2 separate regions of the Mus musculus genome follow, and region 1 is linked to region 2. Evidence: chromatin contacts called from public Hi-C data. All regions are on one chromosome and are shown on one strand. The core of a region is the stretch at or near the end of the contact, and the rest is flanking DNA. Distances in the headings are between cores, read along the strand shown.

What was found. Hi-C and Micro-C count contacts between places; a contact is called where the count stands out from the background.
Region 1: a Hi-C map of B cells shows a contact between it and region 2, with 6 read pairs. The contact joins the promoter of Cgas here to the promoter of Leo1 in region 2. A contact is called at or near these places in 1 of 39 promoter capture datasets (erythroid cells) and 1 of 484 Hi-C or Micro-C datasets (B cells).

What each region holds. Positions count from the first base shown.
Region 1 is chr9:78,441,400-78,444,628 of GRCm38.p6, forward strand. Cgas (cyclic GMP-AMP synthase) reads right to left here and starts at 1,838. Exons shown (of 5, transcript NM_173386.5): 1 at 1,065-1,838. The coding sequence starts at 1,679. It also overlaps a transcript of Mto1 not described here.
Region 2 is chr9:75,440,108-75,443,442 of GRCm38.p6, forward strand. Leo1 (Leo1, Paf1/RNA polymerase II complex component) reads left to right here and starts at 1,417. Exons shown (of 12, transcript NM_001039522.1): 1 at 1,417-1,528. The coding sequence starts at 1,471.

The sequences.
Region 1 (3,229 bases), core at 588-3,087, 3.0 Mb after region 2:
TCCCTGATCATGGCACCCCAATGTCAGCAAAGTAGCCATAGACAATTGCGAGGCCCCTTATTCATTTATTATCAACAAAAGGCTGAGGTGTCTGGATTCAGATCCAGGTGCGCATTTAACCAAAGCCGACCTGGCCTCCAGGTTCTCCCAGGTCCCTCAGTCCCTACCTGTTACAGAGCATGGCTAGCATACTTCAGCCTCTGCCCTGAACCTTTCAGCCAAGGGGCTGGGCTTCCCCTCCGCCAGAAGCAGCTCTTCTCTATATAATGTGGGCATTTTGTGCGCTCTCTCTCGCTCTCGCTCTCTCTCTCTCCCTTCCTTCCCTCCCTTCCTTCTCCCTCTCCCTTTCTCCCCTCTTCTCTCTTCTCTCTCTTCCTCCTTCTCTACCCAACTCTGCCTCTCTGTATGTTCTCTCTCCCTGCGTGGGCACACTCTTTCTCTCTCTCTCTCTTCCCTCTTCCCTCTGTCTCCCTCCCCACAGTGACTACCCTGGCCTTTTTCTTAGGACCAGTGAACCTGCCCAAGAGCAGCTTTCTAATAAACCTGCCTTAATATATTTTAATTTGGCTTGAATTGGCTCATTTCACTAGCAGAGAATAGCTATCACCATCATCTTCAGGAACTCAGCCGGGCCTACTCTCCGAAGAGCATTAGAGGTAGGCTTGTAGATGACGTTCGCTCATAGGGGGTGCGACAATGTCAACGGACCCTCACTTGAGTACCCAGCCACCTCTCCCAATTAGTTGTATACAATTCTGCCCTAATTGCAGGCGGTCCCAAAGTCTCAGGGATGGACTAGATTCAATCTAGAGGCTATAGTTGGGGAAGGATTAATAAAGATGACTCCCCTGCGACTACTTTAAGGTCACCTGTCCCATCCCTCCAAAGCAAACTAACTAGCTATCAATATTGCTTGCTGTGAGCTAACTGGATGAATTAAAAAAAAAAAAAAAAGACTGGGGTGTTCCAAGGGAGGGGGGCCCTAAGAGTGTGGGACCCCCAAACAGCTGAGGAGGCAAGTGAGGAGTGGGGCCGGAGCCCCTCCAGCAGGTCTTGACGCTCACCTTCACATGTTCATAGTAGCTGCCAGTGTTCAGCTGCTCCACACCTTTGAACTCCGACTCCCGTTTCTGCATTCTGCGCAGCAGGCGTTCCACAACTTTATTCACCGTCTCGGCCGCCTCCGAGATATCTTTGCGTTTCAATCTCAATTTGTCCAGCACCTTCTTTAGCTTGTCCGGTTCCTTCCTGGACCCTCGCGGCGCTCTGGGCTGCCCGGTGGAGCGCGCGCCCCTTCTGTGGCTAGGTCCCCTTACGACTTTCCGCGCCTCGGGATCCGCGGGCGGCTGGGGCTCCCGTACGGCGGGCAGCTCCGGATCCAGGATGGCCTGCTGCTGGGGCACCCGGACGGCAGGCCGCGCGGTGGCTCCTGCCGCGTCCATGGCCGAGGGCTGTGCATCTTTGGTGAGCTCAGTGGCCCTTGCTGGATGCACTCGGGGCCCTGGGGCACGTGGCTTCTCCGTGGTGTCCCCGTCACGCTCCGCCCGCCGCGATCGAGCCCCCCTTTGCGGGCCGCAGCTTTCCGCGTGGGCCCTGGTCCTGCTGGGCTGCGTCGGGGCGCGCTTCGCGGACGGCTTCTTAGCGCGTGGCGCCGTCGTCCTTCTACGCGGATCTTCCATATCTGCCGCTCTTCGGTCCGGGAAAGAATAAATCGACTTCGAAGAAAGGCCGCGAAAAGGGGAACTCTCAGTGGCCGCTGGAAATGAAACTTAAATATATGGCGGGAACGTAGCCGGTCAGTATCCGCCGCGAGCAGGCGCAGGAGCACGCGTGAAGTCAGCGCCAGGAAGAGGCGGTCCAAGAGATGCGAACTTTTTCACCAGTGGGGACCAGCAGAGCCACTAGCTGGGGAACCACCCACTGAGCCACTGGCCGGGAAACCTCTCCTTTACCGCACAGACGCGGAAACCACTGACAGCTCAGATGGCTAGATTTGCCGCCTACCACCAAGATGTGTTTCAGGACACTACTGTCTCTCGTACATTTGTAGTTGATAAACAACTTTTTTATGTAAACTTTTTTGTTGTTTTTTGTTTTTTTTGTTTTTCGAGACAGGGTTTCTCTGTGTAGCCCTGGCTGTCCTGGGACTCACTGTAAACCAGGCTGGCGTCGAACTCAGAAATCCGCCTGCCTCTGCCTCCCAAGTGCTGGGATTAAAGGCGTGCGTCACCTCGCCCGGTTTATGTAAACTTTAAATCAAAATTTACTGTTCTTGTTAATGAGAAATAGAAACTCACTGAACCTTTTCAAGTTAGATTTAACTGCTTGGAATTAGTATTTCAACTTATCTTTCTAAAAAGCACACCGACTCTTAAAGAACATATTCAAAGTGCCTGTGTGAGTTTCATGAGCAGCACGGTGTAAGCCATCCTGATTTGGCTGCTGAGATTCCGTAGTCCTTTAATGCAGACTTTCAGAAAGCGATTTCTAAAGTCGGTCTCGTCAACAGTGGCTGCTTCTTTTAAAGTTGTTCTTGGCGGAACTCATTTTGCCTTCCACTGTGCTAACAAAAACAAAAACCTGTCTTCTGAAGATTTACATGGCTCAGAACAACACTTAGTTTTCAACTAACATCAGAATGTTATAATAATAACATTACTATATTCCACACCTTATTATGCAATCCTGTGTGTCCCTTAAAATAAAGCTCAAAAATTGCTGCTCTGTGTAACTTTTTGTAAAGTGTGTGTGTGTGTGTGTGAGTGTGTGTGTGTGTGTGTGTGTGTGTGTGTGTGCGCGCGCGCACGCGCGCGCGTGTGTATGTACCATATATTATGAGATACATGTAGCCTGAATAAAAAGACACCGATCAGTGTGCTGCCATCCTATTGACCCTGCAACTCTCTTCCCTCCTTCCTGTCAATGCCTGTACATGAGTTTTCAAAATGGGAACTTGTCTAACAAGCATTCGCTTTTGAATGGCAAGTAGACACACCTGGGAATGGAAACGCTGCCTACTTTGCAGAAATACACTTGAGCAGGAGACCTCTCTGTGAGGTCTTGCCAGTAGAGTGGCATTCTCCATTATTAGTCTCAGCACTAGGGAAGCAGAGGCAGTAAGCTGGAGATCTACAGAGCTAGTTCTAAAACAGTCAGGGCTATACATCGAAACCCTATCTGGAGGAAAAGAAGAAGAGAAGGGAGGGAGAGGAGGAGGAGGAGGAGGGTG
Region 2 (3,335 bases), core at 167-2,666:
GTATGCATGTGGTGCACAGATATGTATGCAAAGTAAAGCACCCATGCACATTTAAAGAAATAAAATTAAAAATAAATTTATTTTAATAAATGTAATTTAAAGAAGAGATCAGAAATGAGCAAATACTGCCAGAAACTAACCTAATACTACTGAAAGCTTCATCCTTAGTAATCCAGGCTGTCTTTGTGGCCCCAGCTGGCCTCAAATTCTCAGTTGTCTTCCTGCCTCAGCCTCCCATATTGGGATTTCTAGTCCTAAATCTTTTATTTTTCCCCAGTGCAGATTGAATTTGAACCCTCACTCATAATAGGCAAGCTCTGTACAGAGCTACTTTCCATGTGCCTAGAGGCCAAAGGCCGATTTCCAGTGTATTCTTGAAATGCTCTTCACCCCACCAGGCAGCACCTTACTTTTTTTTATTTTTTTTCCCCCAGACAGAATCTCTATGTATAGCCCTGGCTGTCCTGCTGTCCTGGAACTCGCTATGTAGACCAGGCTGGCCTAGACACCACCATCCAGCATCTGTATTTTAAGACAAGGTCCTTTATTGGACCTGAGAGCTGGGATTACAGATGTTGGAAGCCGTGCCTGAGTTTAAGTAGGTGCTGGATTTTCGGAAAACAGATCTTTAGTCTTTAAGGGCAAGTCATTTACCGACAAGCGATCTCACCAGGTCTTTTTTTTTTTTTTTTTTTTTTTTTTTAAAGATTTATTTATTTATTGTATGTAAGTACACTGTAGCTGTCTTCAGACACTCCAGAAGAGGGAGTCAGATCTCATTACAGATGGTTGTTAGCCACCATGTGGTTGCTGGGATTTGAACTCCAGACCTTTGGAAGAGCAGTCGGGTGCTCTTACCCACTGAGCCATCTCACCAGCCCTTTTTTTTTTTTTTTTTTTAAGGGTGGGGGTTCTCAAGGATCCCACGCTGCTCTTGAAGTTGCTATGCAGTTGATGATGAATTTGGGTTTCTGACCCTTTGCTTCTAGAGTGCTGGATTACAGGCGTGCACCACTAACTACTCCAGGCTAGAGCTCTCAATGACTTATTTCTTATTCTTCTGCCACAGGATCTACGTATGTAGACATATGCTGGCTGGCTGGCTGGAACTCGCTTTGTAGACGAACCTGGCCTGGTATTCACAGAGATCTGCCTCCCCAGAGCAGAGCGACCACACCCACCCTCAACTATTTTTAAGAAACCTGGCCGCAGCTGACAGGTCGTAAACAAGTCTGACCCGCATCCCAAGCTCCGCACAGCGTGCGAGCGGGCTAACGGAGTAGCGGGCGAGCGCAGACACCGGGGCGGGGGTGGAGGGGGTGGGGGCGGAGCCAGCCGAGTGCTGGAGAAAACTAGGTCACAAAAGTAAAGTAGGTCTTTGTGCGGCTCTTTACGACACGTCGTGTTTGGACGGGTCTGGCCGTAAAGCAGGCTCGAGCCGAGCAAGCCAAGGCCGCGGACCAAGCTGCTATGGCGGACATGGAGGACCTCTTCGGGAGCGAAGCTGAGAGCGAGGCCGAGCGCAAAGGTGCGGCGGACGGGCGGGCGGGCGGGCGGGCGAGCTCCGCGGATGGGCACATGGGGCGTCGGGTTGCTTTTCGGCCGGAGGCGCGGCGCCGGGCAACGCGAAGTCCCCAAGCTCTTGCCCAGCGCCCCCTGCATGCCCGGCGGTGCCCGCCTCTCCCGGGGAGACCGCCGCGGAGTCAGTGCCTGGAGGATCAGGGACCGGCCTGGACTCCTGGGGGAGCAGAAGGGAGGACGTGTGGCCTGCGCCCCTCCGTGCATACATGGCCAATTGAAAGGGTGGCTGGCAGTGAATGAGTGGAGACATGTTCAACTGCCCATCGGGCGCGGTAACGCCCCGTGTGAAAGGGCGAGTTGATGGGAGAGTGTAGATGCCCCTGAAGGGTCTGGGAGGGATCAGGTTGGAGTTCTACAGAAGGACTACGCACTGGCGATGGGTGCCCTTGGAGAGCCTGTGCGGAAAGCCAGTTTCCTTGTCTGTGATGTAAGAATGGGGAAACTTGTGGAGTGTTTGGAGAGGAGTGACAGGATTTGGTGATGAATGAATGAATGATGGTTCATGGGGGGCATTTCTGGCACAGGTCTACGAATATCTGAATTTGAGATGTGAATAGAAGAATGAGGAAAGATCCGAGATGAACTTCAGAATTCTTGCAGCCCCCCCAGGCCCAAATTAACTTCTATACATGTCATTTTCCTTGCCCCTCCCCCCATTCGTCACCAACTCCAGTTTGTATGTAATTACTCCAGTTGTGGAGGGAGCACTAAGTAAAAGTACAGAGAACTAAACTCTTCCTGTGCCCGGCTTTGCTCATAGTTTATTCTCTGTGTCTTCGAGGCACAATTCTGTGTACACCTTCCCATGTTTTCCATGAAGCGTTTCATTCATTCAGTAAACAAGGATCCCTATCATCTCCTGGCCACCTTGCTAGGGGTTGGGAATGTAATCATGAGAAGACAGGTTCCCGCTCCCCAGCTTAGTGCTTAACGCTTAGTGCTTTTTTGCATCCACTGGTGAAAGCGTCGTTTAGTAAGATGTACCTGTAGTGCTTTCTCATAGCCACCCATAGCTTAGGGAAGTGGAGTGTACAGATGATTGCAGTTCTACGCTTTCTTCCCCTCCCCTTTCTTCCCTTTTAAAAACTTCTTTTAAGGTCATGGCAGTTTTCTTCCATTTTACCATTGAGTTAGTGGACTCTCCAAGACTGACTTTCAGGGTCTGGTGTCCTGTCTTTGACAACTGCTCTTAGTCTTGAAGTTGCTACGGATGTGACAGGGTAGAACTTGGTAGGTCTGCCTGATTGTCTGCTTACCTGCCTGCGTGCCTCCTTCCCTTTCTTTCCCCCTCTTTCTTCTACTGGATCTGCTGTGTATGTTGCCTTTGTTGGCTTTATACTCCCGATTCCACTTCCTCAGTGAGTGCTGGTCTTAGTTAGATGTGTACCTCCACTTCCAGCTAGTACTACTACGTCCTATTTTCTATTTCTGCTATACGTTGATCTTGTGACTTGATGCTATCCTGATGCTGATATGTTTTCTGTCATTGTTTTTGTGGCTCCTTTAGGGTTTTCTACATGTGAAACCATGCCATGGTGATTAGAGATAGTTGTACTGTTTCTTTCTCTTGCCTATTTATTTACCTTGCTATGGCTGGTACTCTCTTTATGATGTCGAATGGGACTTGCAGAAGTAGATATTGTTCTTGACCTCAGAAGGAGTATGTCTAGGTTTCTAGCATTGTTTATGGTTTATAATCATCGACTCTGTAAGGTCTATAATGTCATCCCCACTTGCATTCTTGACTTTAGTAA